Linked DNA regions of Ovis aries: region 2 is linked to region 1. Evidence: chromatin contacts called from public Hi-C data. All regions are on one chromosome and are shown on one strand. Each heading gives the region's core, a stretch centred on a gene start, on an enhancer-like site or on the middle of the called end of the contact. The rest is flanking DNA. Distances are from core to core; before and after follow the strand shown. Region 1 overlaps MYO16 (myosin XVI). Region 2 holds the start of IRS2 (insulin receptor substrate 2).

Region 1 (6,246 bases), core at 1,173-3,672:
AATAGAGGATAAGGCTTTAAAAAGCCGTATGTACTCACACAAGGTGCAACAAGTAAGAGTCCTAGAGTTTGGATGAGAAAACTGCTTCATAAAATTCCAAACGTGTACTTCACAGCTCATGGATACATGCAACTGCGGAGTGTGCTCTGGGGGCCCCTGGGCCTTAGAATGAAGGACAGCTGTGTGTTTAATTGTCCGAGCCTTTCTGTCTATCCTGTTCATTCACAGGGTGTTTTTCTTCTGATACCAGGTTATTAATATTACTGTGCTAATTATTTATAGTTGCTCAGTTTCAAAAATTCTGAGACCCAGTTCAAATGCAGAGGGGATACCATTTGCTTCTTGGGGCCACGAGGGTGCGCCATTGCTCCAAACGGTTCCATCTGTGGCTGGTTGTTTATCTAGAATGTGAAATGAAATGAGCGTGTTTTCTGTGTCCATTGAAAAAGAGCAGGATGATCAGGCATTAACAAAAATGCAGTACGCCTCAGGAACCTATGGAAGAAAGTGGAGGTGTCTGATTTGCAGAATATGTAAAAAAAAATAATTTTGTGACTTTCTGATACTGTGCATCTTTAGTTTACATAATATAAATAGGTAGTTAAAAATTATATTGGCAAAAGAGATATAGAGGCAAGATTTCTTTGCATGTATTAGGTGTTTATTAAATACATTTGATGAAAACCTACCTTTAAAAGAGCAGTTTGACATATAAATATATTTGATAAATCTGGCCCTGGGGCATTTTTACAAATCAGAACCACTGCAGCCAAATGGAAATTACTCTTAATTTCAAATATTTTATTTCATTGCATAAATACTCCAAGTAAGGATATTTTGAGTTCTGACTTCTCTGGTGGCTCAGATGGTAAAAGAAACCTCCTGCGACCCAGGTTTGATCCCTGGGTCGGGAAGATCCCTTGGAGAAGGGAATGGCAACCCACTCCAGTGTTCTTGCCTGAAGAGTCCCACAGACGGAGAGCAGCCTGGCAGGCCACAGTCCATGGGGTCACAAAGAGTTGGGCACAACTGAGTAATACTTTCACTTTCATTATATAAATGAAATTTTTACAATGTAATGCTTGAATCCATAAGACCATTTATTTTTTAAACAATTATTTTCAAAGTTGGCTTTATGGAAAATTTCAAATACATACAAAAGTACAGCAGATTAATGAACTATCTCTGTGACCAATCTTAGCTCATCTCCAGCTTACTCCACCATCACTCAATTATGTGGAAATAGGTCCCAATGTCAAAGCAATTTACTGATAAATATTTGTATCAATTTCATCAGGGAGGTCCTTTAGAAAAAAAATATAAGCTTTATTCTTAAGTCACGTTAATAAGTACAGACCTGTCAATCCATTTGAACATCAGAGACTTGATTAACTAACATCATCTTGCTGCTCAAGACAGAAGCTGCCCCTAAGATGCTGGAGCATCATTTTTTCATGATGCAGCTGAAGTAATTCTCAGGAGTCAGCTTTCCACCAGAAATCACTGGTCTTCGAGAACTTCCACAGGGTCTGTGAGCACAGCGCCGCACCCCCTCACCACCACCATGTGGACAGCTGTGCAGATAACTTTTCTACAGTGACAGCCTCAAGGTGTGAATTTCTAAATGTCATGTCCAAACAGAGCTAAGCGTGAAAGATCAGTCTCTCAAGTATGTATTACAACTGCATCTTTTCAAAGCAATCGTTTCGATTTGTTTGGGGCTGGGCTGGGTCTCTGTGGCTGTGCGCGCTTTCTCTAGTTGGGGCCAGCGGGGACCACACTCTAGCTGTGGTGGTTTCTCCTGTTATGGAACACGGGCTTCAGTAGTTGCGGTGTGTGGGCTCGGTCACTGCAGCTTCCGGACTCTGGAGCACAGGCTCTGCAGTTGCGGCGTGGACTTAGTTACCCAAGGAGTGTGTGGGGATCTTCCCGCACCAGAGATCGACCCCCTGTCTCCTCCATCGGCAGGCGGATTCTTTACCACTGAGCCACCAGGGAAGCCCCCGTAGCCTCCTCAATCGGTACTGAGTGAGATTTTGAAGCTTCTCTGCCAAATTAAGCGCAATTATGCGTTGTTTGCTAACAAGAAGATGCTTTAAAATCACTGAAATATCACAGAAGTACAGGCGGAAACCTGTGACCTGTGCTCAAGGGCAGCGTTGGTAAACTGCCGTTCTCCGCTAGTGTTTGCGGCAGACGTCTCGACACTTGTCTCCTGTTTCGTCTCTGGCGCCTTCTGATGAGATGGCAGCTAAGACATCCGTCCTCCTGTGCAGGTCTCTGCATCCCATGATGGGAGGTAGGGCTCGGCATCCCCGAGGCGTCTTGCCTACATGCAGGCTTTTCTGGCTGTGTATGCTGTGCTGAGCTGTTAATCTCTCTCACTCTCCAGCTGCTTTGCTTTCTCTGCGTGGTGATTTATTTGTGGGGGGTGGTGGCCTGAGGCTTCATGAATGTTAGAAAGGGCGTGGACGGAGCAAGCACATACTTTACTGATGTGTAGTCCAGGGCACTCTGGACGCCCTCCCGTGAAAGGAAAGCATCCCTCTGCCTTATGGAACCATTTTAAATCAGCCCCAAGTTTCCCCCGTTTTTCCAAACGAAGTCCTTGGGGAAGGCAAGCCTAGCATCCCCAGCGAAGCAAGTCCTTCGCTCGTCGCTGGGTGGATAGATGGAGAGGATGAGCTGTAGAATGTGGCTGCCCTGGCCGGGTCAGTGAACCCGAGCTTTGACGCACGCGTGGGTCCCTGTGTGAGCAAAGGATGTTCTGAGCAGCTCCTGGCCCTGCCGCAGTACAGGCGTCTCTGTGTTTGGGCCTTGCAACTGGACGCTGCAGTGCTTCTCATTCCCCGGATGCCCAGTTGAAATAATCCTTAGTCTGTCTCTTCTTGCAAATGAGCTTTCAAATGGAATACACTGATCCATAGTCAGACATATCTACTTTAAGAGCACAGAGCTCTTTGCCTTCCGTGTTAATTGGACATTTTTTTTAAAGTGCCTAATATTTGTTGTGAATGCTGTGACATTTTTCTCCCTGTTTACAGCACCTCCTCTCTCTCAATGCCCAAGAACTCTTTCACTCAGGGAAATTGTGCAACCAGGGCCCTGTACCCAGGACTTGCATTAACTTGCAGAGCTAACTCCCTTGTAGTCATCCACCAGGCATTAGCTTGATGCAAGCCCAGGGCTTGCCCCCGGGAATCCAGAGAGGAGAGAGAGCTCTGGGTGCCCTGCTGTCTCCAGACAGGGCGGGCGGCAGATGGGTCCGCCCCATTTCAAAGTGAGGCTCTACCTGGGGGTCATAGACGCCCCCATGGGTCTGTGACTGAGCCCTGAGTGGCCTGTGAACTCCAGCGGTGTGCTTGGGCCTTCTTTGGGGAGAGGTTGACCAGACTTCATCACGGAGCGTTCATGAGCAGGGCATGGGGCGGGGGCACAGCTGGTGGCCCCAGAGCAGGAGCTTGTTGCTGCGGTTATGTCTTGGAGAGCCTCCCGCCAGGGCTGACCTGTGAGCAGGATGCGTGATGGGTGATGATGGGGGCAGGAGGTGGGGGGCTGGGAGTTCTCCAGGTGGGTGCAGAAGGAGGGGAGCAGGTGGGGCGGCCAGAGGAGGCCGTGTGCGGGCAGCCCTGTCTCCAAACACGAGTTCAGGGTACCTGGTCCTGTTAGCATGTGGCCACGAGCCTTGAAAGGCTTCCCTGGTGGCTCAGTGGGGAAGAATCTGCCTGCCCGTGCAAGAGACCCAGGTTCCACCCCTGGGTCAGGAAGGTTCCCCTGGAGAAGGGAATGGCTACCCACTCCAGGATTCTTGCCTGGAGAATCCTATGGAGAGAGGAGCCTGTTGGGCTGCAGTCCGTAGGGTCGCAAAGAGTCAGACACGACAAACGATGACAGTGCTCCTTCAATGTAAGCATCTCGATGGAGGCCCTTTCCACCCTCTTGTCCCACAAGCTGCCCTCCGCAATGTCAGGGGCCCACAGCACCCAGGTGAAGCCAGAATAATCCCTCTGGTTTAGAAGGACTGTTTCCTGGCTTTCTGTCTGCTCTGTCTCTGCCTCTGGAAGGTTCTGCTTGGGAACAGCTCTGAATTACAGGTGAGCAGTCACTCACAGCAGTTGCTTTCACTTGCAAGACACTCAGCCAGCATCTTGCCTTGAGGAAGTGCTCGACTCTGCAGGGCCTAAGTGTCGGTCCTGGGAGTGCGGCATCTCGGATGCCTGCTCAGGACTGGCCGCACGGTAAAGCTGCAGGGACCTCTCCTCCTGTCCCAGGGGCCATGCTGAGGGCTGCTTGGATGGTCAAGGGTGATTCGCAACAGACAGCACGACCCAGGGCAGGAGAAAGGCTTGCATGCATGCTCAGTCGTGTCCGACTCTCTGCAACCCCACGGACTGAAGCCCACCAGACTCTTCTGTCCCTGGAATTCTCCAAGCAAGCATACTGGAGTGGGTTGCCATGCCCTCCTCTAAGTGATCTTCCCGAGTGAGGAACTGAACCCCTGTCTCTTGTGTATCCTGCATTGGCAGGATTCCCGGGAAGCCCAGGAGAAAGGCACACGGCCCAAAAAAGCCAACTTCACAGCCCAAAAAAGCCCACTTCATCTGTCTCTACAGCAACTGTTTATTTCCTAGATTATGTGACTATAGAAACAGATATAGCTACAGATACAGATATTCAGACATATCTATATAGAGATATAGATACTGTAATGGCAAAATTAGAAGCACGGCTGAAAAAAAAATCAACAAACAACAACAAAAAACTAGCGTCAGCCCCATACTCAGAGCCCTCAGTAAATATTTGTTGGAAGAATCTTAAAGGCCTCCTGAAATTGCTACTTCCTCTGAACGTGGCTGCTTCATTCTTCTCTGAAACCCAGGCGTCAAACCAAGCAGGGAGTTGTGACAATTAAATATTTAGATCAACCTGATCACAAAGTTACCCTGCGAATAGTGTGAAATTCTCCTGGGAAATTTCCTTCACGGCTTGGCTGTGACTCTGCAGCCGCCAGCATGCCGTCAGACCGGAGATAGGGAGCGCGTATAAATAGTTCATCATTTCTGAGACAGCCGGAGGACGCAGAGGACTCATCCCAGTTGGACTGTTCGCCGGTGTGCCATCCAGGGGGAGGAGATCTTTTGAACCTCGAATTCTGGGGGAAAAAAGTCAGTCTTTTCAGAAGTGGATTATCTTTCATAAGCAGTCCACGTTTTTCATACCATCAACCCATTAAAGCAAGCAGCCACTGTGTGTGGGAGGGGGTGGTCTCTAGACTAGATTTCAAATTAAACTCCCACTGGGGGCTCCTAGGAGAAACCCGGTGCTTTATCCGCTAAGCCACTCCGCGACTCTCCCATAGCTAGTTAATAAAGACCTTCCTGGCTATCTGCATCTCATTATTGCCACAGAATGCAATATCCCGGGGTGTTCTTCCTTTTGTGAAGAAATGCTTAGAAGCTACAGGGTGCGTGGACATTTTCCTGAAGATGACCTGGATCACTGCTGTATTCTCTCTCCCCTTAAGTGTACTGGAAAAGAGAACCCCGTTTCTTAACTACCTAAGAGTGTTTAGGGCCTTTATGCCGACCTGAACCACTTTTGTGATTAATTCTCAGATTAACCTAGAAAATTCCACACCACCTGAGAGCTCGCTACATTCAGGGTCATTTTAGCCAGCCCTGCATCCTATGAGTCAGCAGTCACCTCACACCCACTGTGTGTGAAGCTTCCCAGGCCTTTTGCTGCCCTGGTTTTCACGTCTCCCTTTTTCCGATCTCTTCTTGAAGTCTGTAATGCTCATCCTTAGACACTGTACACTGGCAGTTACTGGGCAGTTGCAATTTTGCGTGCTGCTGATACATGCTAATTGTAATAAACCGACCGGTGACAATCTCTCTCACTCTCCTCCCCACTCATATGACTCAGTCTTAAAACATACAGGAACCAAACCACGGCTGTGAGAGCTGGACCATAACGAAAGCTGAGCGCTGAAGAACTGCTGCTTCTGAACTGCACTGCTGGAGAAGACTCTTGAGAGTCCCTTGGACTGCAAGGAGATCCAACCAGTCCATCCTAAAGGAGATCAGTCCTGAATATTCATTGGAAGGACTGATGCTGAGGCTGAAACTCCAATCCTTTGGCCATCTGATGTGAAGAGCTGACTCACTGGAAAAGACCCTGATGCTGGAAAAGATTGAAGGTGGGAAGAGAAGAGGACGACAGAGGATAAGATGGTTGGATGGCATC
Region 2 (5,948 bases), core at 252-2,751, 400 kb after region 1:
CGCTCAGCGTGTGCGAGCGGCTCAGGGGCGCGCGCACCGGGCCCGGGCTCAGGGGGCTGCCCGCCGCCGCCCCGGCCCCCGCCGCCGCCCCCGCCGCGGCGCCGCCGTCGCCCTCGCTGGCTGTGCGCACCCGGCACGCGCTGCACTTGGCGGCGGGCGGGGTGGCGGCCAGGCTGTCGGTGCGCGAGCGGCGCACCAGCCCCGTCTGGCTCGGGGGCAGGTTGACCAAGTGGTGGTGGCGGCGCGCACCGGGCACGCTGATGGGGTGCGTGGCCGACGAGCCGGACGACTGGCTCTTGCTGCGCGGCCGGAACTCGAAGAGCTCCTTGAGCGCCTTCATGGCCTCCAGGATGGTCTCGTGGATGTTCTGCGCCACCACCGAGTCGTCCGCCTGCATCCACAGCTCGCCGGGGCCCGTCACGGCCGAGCGGCCCACCTCGATGAAGAAGAAGCTGTCCGAGTGGCCGCAGCGGCGGATGCTCATGAGCTGCAGCGTCACCGACGGCTGCTCGCAGTTCAGCTTCACGAAGCCGATGGTGCGCGCCGACAGGCACAGGCGGTACACGCCCGTCAGGTTCTTGCTCTGGCCCAGGCCCTTGGGCTTCAGGTTTACCTGCCACACCTCGCGGTAGGCGGCCGTGGCGGGCGCCACCAGCCCGTAGCTGTCATCGGCCGCGGCGGCGCCCGCCGAGCCGCCCAGGGCGCCGGGCAGGGAGGCGCTGCAGGACCCGGAGGTGGCGGCGGCGGCGGGGGGCGCGTCGCCGGCGCCCGCGCGGCCCTCGCTGACCAGGTCGGTGAGCGCGCGGTACCAGCCCTCCTGCTCCTGCTCGTTCTCGGCTGCCACGGCGAAGTACTCGTCCTTGGTGTAGAGGGCGATCAGGTACTTGTGCTTGGCGTCGGCGCGCTTGTTGATGTTCAGGCAGCAGTCGAGCGCGATGACCCGCTTCGGGGCGCCCGCCTTGCTCCGCCACTTCTTCTCGCTCTCGTAGTACTCGAGCCGCGGCGGCTGCGGCGCCGGGCCCCCGCCCGCCTCGTCGCCGCCCGCGCCGGGCCCGCGCAGCACGAAGAAGCGCTTGTGGCCGTGCTTCTGCTTGCGCAGGTAGCCGCACTTGCGCACGCTGTGGTTGTTGTTGTTGTTGTTGTTGTTGAGGTTGGGGCCGTCCCCGCCCGCCGGCCCGGGGGGCCCGTGCTCCGGCGGGCTCGCCATCGCGGGCGCTTCAGGCCGCGCGGCCCGGCCCGGCTTGGAGGGGCCGGGGGCGGGGCTGGGGGTCGGGGGGGGGGCGGAGTGCAGGGGGGCGCGGGCGGCTCCCCACCACCCCCTGCTCGCGCGCCGGAGCCCGCGTCCCTCGGGCCCAGGAGGTGGGGAAGGTTGGGCACGGGAGGCCCCGCGGGGGCAGGCACCCGTGCGGTGGCGCAGCGCCCTCCGCGATCCGGGGCCCCAGAAGGTGCCCGGCGCGGGCGGTGGCTGCCGCCCCCCCTCCTTCCCCGCGGCCCGGCTTGCCCGCGGCCGCTGCCTCCCGGGCTCTCGGGCGGCGCCTGGGGGACTCGCTGGCTGGGCCGAGAGTCGGGGTCCCCGAGCCGCGGGGCCGAGCCTACGGCGCGCGCGGCCGAATGGGTCCCGCCGCCGCGCTGCGCTCCGGGGTGCCGGGGTGTGCCCGGGGACTCGGGGTCCGCGCCGCCGCCGCCGGGGCTGCCGCTGCCGCTGCCGCCGCTGCTACTGCCGCTGCCAACGGCGACCCGGGCTCGTCGCGGTCCCCGCCGCACAGTGAGTAACACATCGCGCACCGAGTGACTGAACTAAGAAGAGCAAAACAACATGTGACTCGCCGTTACGCAGGCACACACGGCGCGGCCGCCCCGCCCCGCCGCCCGCATTGGCGCCGCGCCCCCCGACGGACGGCGCGCGCGGCCAATGGGCGCGGGCCGCGGGGAGGGCGGGCCGCGCGTCCCCACCCCGCCCCCCTTTCTCCCGGGGCCGCGTTTCCCGCCGTCCCCTCCCCCGCCCCCTCCCGCGGGGGGCCCGGGCCGGGGCGGGGCGGGGCGCGGCGGGGCGGGGGCGGCCGGGCCTCATTAATCAGAGGCTCGTTGCGGAGGCCCGCGGAGGAGATGCCACCCAGGGCGGGAAAAGGGGCGCGCGGGAGGGGCGGGCGCCGGCCGCCGCGCGCAGGGCCCGGCCCTCCCGCCTTTGACTCAATTAATTGGGCTCGGAGCTTCCGCCGGGGAGGGGGCGCTGCAGGGGGCGGGGGCCGACCGAGATCAAGGGGCAAGACCGCCAGCCCAGGCTCGGGGCTTGGGAGGGGGCGGTGGCACCCCCCCAACCCCCGGGCCCCGCACCGCCTCGCCGCCGCCGCACTGGCTGGGGCCTGGAGGAGGCAGTGAACTCGGCTGCCCCCCTCGAAATTCCCTCCGCCCGCAGCACACACTTCGGCGCGCGGATCCGGCGCCCGGGCTGGGGGTGGGCGCGCGTCCCCACCACCACCACCCCCGCCTCTGCGGGTTCGCGCCAGGGTGGTTCCCTTGGTGCCCGGCCCGCGGCTTGTTTACAAGCATCCCATTAGTCACCGGTGAGCTCAGGATCGATAGCAGCTTCTAGCCCCTTCCTGGAAGGGGAGCCGTGGTCGGCAAGGGGCGCGGATGGGGGCGCCCCCAGCCCCGGGCCGCGCGGGCCCCAGGCGCTCCCGGGGTCCCGCCGCTCAGGGCTGCCCTTCCCCCGCACCCGATCGTGGGCCCTTTCCGGGGCGTCATCAGCGCCATTCACTTGCATGTTCTCGGGAAGTTGAAATCGTCTGTTTAGATGTAACAGGAGAAAGGGGAGGGCGAGCAGGCGGAGAAGACTGCAGTATCCATCGTGCCGGGAAGAGGGCGGGCTCCGGCGAGCCGAGCCGGGTCCCCGCGGCCGGCCAGCACCCCGCCGACCCCCGGCCCCGCGCGCCGAGGCGCGGGAGTGGGCGTCTCCGGACCTACGCGCCCGCAGCGGGTGCTGCGTGAAAGATCCCCTTGGATGCTTCAGATATTTCCATCTACGTGGCGTCTGTGACTTTCAAAGTCGATTACAAATTAGGACCCACCATATAACGCGTCTCCTAAATGACTGTGAGGGCTGCTGTTGAGGGTGGGAGTGCCCGAGTTCAGATCCGAGCAGGCTACGAATCCTGCGGAAACGAAAAAGGCTATAGACACAAGCCTTGGTCGGGTTTTTTGGTTTGTTTTTAATTGCGTCTTCATGAAATGATTTGAAACAAAAAAATTTTTTTTAACTCCTGGAAGTTTGCCTTTGAATGCCATCTATACCTTACAAAAGTCTTCGTTTCCAATGTCATGGAAGTCTTACATTGAAGAAAAATAATTTAAGATTGTAATTTTTGAAAGACTGATAACTGTTTTAACATGTTTGTAAGAAAGTGACCTGAAAATTGTGCTAGTTAATATTAAGGGCCGAGAGATCCCTACTTACCGAAAGATCGTAGTAGTTTTGTTAGTTGCTATATAAATTATAAATTATATAAATTATGGTTACTGATGAATAACATAAACAGAAGACGGATCAATGACACAAAAATCATCAGAATTTGCCCCAAAGAGGTGTGTTCAAAGTCTATCCTTCATTTTAAACAAACCATGCCTTACAAAATAATACTTCTAGGAGTGGTGGAGTGTGTGTGTGTGTGTGTGTGTGTGTGTGTGTATGCCTGCGCGTTTCTGTGTGGGCATGGGTGTGTATGGACATATTTGTGTGTGTGTATGATTGTGTGTGTTCTATTACTTTTAGATCTTGCTGTTCTTTTTATGGTAACCGATGTTGCCTAGCAAGTTGTCCACCCAGCAAGGACAGTTGATGGGGCTTCTCATCTGGGAGCTTCAAGACCGTGTGGCCCAATTTCGTTGTCTGTGTGATCATTTCCAGTAAACCGACCTGCCTAAATGTTCAGTAACCCTAGCAAGCAGAGGGTGATTGTGGGGTAACCTCTTTCTAGCATCATGCCATAATAATTTATTCAAAGAAAGGATTTTTCCGCTTGATTTTGGCTTTTCAAACAAAATAAGTTTTCAAATACTCATTGAATATTTAGTTGCTGTGCCCTTTGGATGTCAACAAGACCATCTTGGGTTTTGTTTTTTTCCCCCCTCCTTAAAGCTGTTCCAGTGGGTGTTCAATACCAGCGTTCCACTAATGGTGTCAGAAGTTCTGTGCTGGCAGCTGACACCCCCCGTGTACTAGTCAGTCGGTCCCTGGTTAGGTACAGACAAGCCAGGGTGAAGAATTTATCTTCTCTATCAGTGGTGTTCTCATACTCTAGGATCACAGAGCTGCAGCAAAACTGCAAACTGATTGTCATTCTGAAGCCCTAGAACCTCTAGCTGCAAGTGTGGGAGTACAATTTCCCTTCTCATTAAGAAGTCAGCCCGTGAAACCAGCAGAAAGGAACTCTGTAATTAGAAACAGCCCAGTCTTCCTCAAGGAAGGAACTGGTTGTCTTTCTCCCTTTCCATTGCCAAATAAGCTATTTATTTATTTAAAGCTTGTTTGACACCTTGTGATTTTTCCAACTGTTCTCCAGCAAGAGTCAGCTACTAACATCTGCCAACCTGTCCCCTGTGCAGGGCTGGGTGCTGCTTGCGTGGCCTGTCGCCAGCTAGAGCCTGGATGAAATGCTTTCCCATGGCCCGGAATGGATGACAGAATGGCCATGTCTTCCAACGAATATTGTTTTCTGTTTGGTTGGTTTTGTTGTTGTTTTAATATAAAATCTTACACAGTGATTTTTTTTTTTTTTTTACCAAACCAAAAAGTCCTTTCTGGAATAATTTAATTATCTTTCATAGAGTAGTCAATAAAGTGTGATATTAAAAATATACAATAATTCATAATACAAATAACAGTAATAATAATGTCTGTCAGTCGCTCAGTTGTGTCCCACTGTTTGTGACCCCATGGACTGTAGCCCACCAGGCTCCTCTGTTCACAGAATTCTCCAGGCAGGAATACTGGAGTGGGTTGCCATTCCCTTCTCCAGGGAGTAATAATAATAATGACCATTAATTCGCTTCTCTTTCACATAAGGAAGCATGTATATCAGGAGAACAGTTAACATGAGAGTTTTTTGGTTTTGTTTTTAATTCTTAACCCTGTAGCTGTTTCACAGCACTTTTGTCTTGATGGACTCTTTATTTATGAACTGACTAAGCTGATCAGCCCATCCTAACGGAGATCAGCCCTGGGTGTTCATTGGAAGGACTGATGCTGAAGCTGAAACTCCAGTACTCTGGCCACCTCACGCGAAGAGTTGACTCATTGGAAAAGACCCTGATGCTGGGAGGGATTGGGGGCAGGAGGAGAAGGGGACGACAGAGGATGAGATGGCTGGATGGCATCACCAATTTGATGGACATGAGTTTGGGTGAATTTTGGGAGTTGGTGATGGACAGGGAGGCCTGGCGTGCTGCAGTCCATGGGGTCACAAAGAGTCGGACACGACTGAGCAACTGAACTGAACTGAAGGTGATCAGTCAGTGAAATATTATATGAACAGTTAGAGTAGCTTTAACTTAAAATGTATTTTAGGAGTAGAGATTTTAACATCAGAGGTGTATGTCCCAGTCTCTAGAAGGAGCGGCAGCATTCCATCAAGTTTGCTATATTAAATAATGTATTTCAAAAAAACAAATTTTTAAAATAAATAATGTATTTCAGTAGCTCATGTAATACATTACCCTTTTTGTGATGAATGAACTCCAAGGACAGACTTTCCCACACGACTGAGTGAATTCACTCTCACTTTTCACTTTCATGCATTGAGAAGGAAATGGTAACCCACTCCAGTGTTCTTGCCTGGAGAATCCCAGGGATGGGGGAGCCTTGTGGGCTGCCATCTATGGGGTCACGCGGAGTCGGACACCACGACTTAGCAGCAGCAGCAGCAGGATCCATATGGGGGCTTCCTACACTT

Evidence for each region. Hi-C and Micro-C count contacts between places; a contact is called where the count stands out from the background.
Region 2: a Hi-C map of hypothalamus shows a contact between it and region 1, with 6 times the contacts expected there. The contact joins the promoter of IRS2 here to the enhancer-like site in region 1. A contact is called at or near these places in 8 of 16 Hi-C or Micro-C datasets (hypothalamus, liver, mixed tissues and 4 more).

What each region holds. Positions count from the first base shown.
Region 1 is chr10:83,631,764-83,638,009 of ARS-UI_Ramb_v3.0, forward strand. All of the region lies in intron 32 of MYO16 (myosin XVI), which reads left to right. Among named protein-coding and RNA genes, the nearest start is that of TRNAY-GUA, 9.4 kb to the left of the region's middle. Within about 2 kb of position 2,423, at least 9 of the 54 cell types and tissues checked have an H3K27ac peak or open chromatin away from gene starts, as enhancers often do. A contact at or near this core is called in hypothalamus, where this site is marked.
Region 2 is chr10:84,032,721-84,038,668 of ARS-UI_Ramb_v3.0, forward strand. It overlaps IRS2 (insulin receptor substrate 2), which reads right to left and starts at 1,502. Exons shown (of 2, transcript XM_027973785.3): 1 at 1-1,502. The coding sequence starts at 1,207.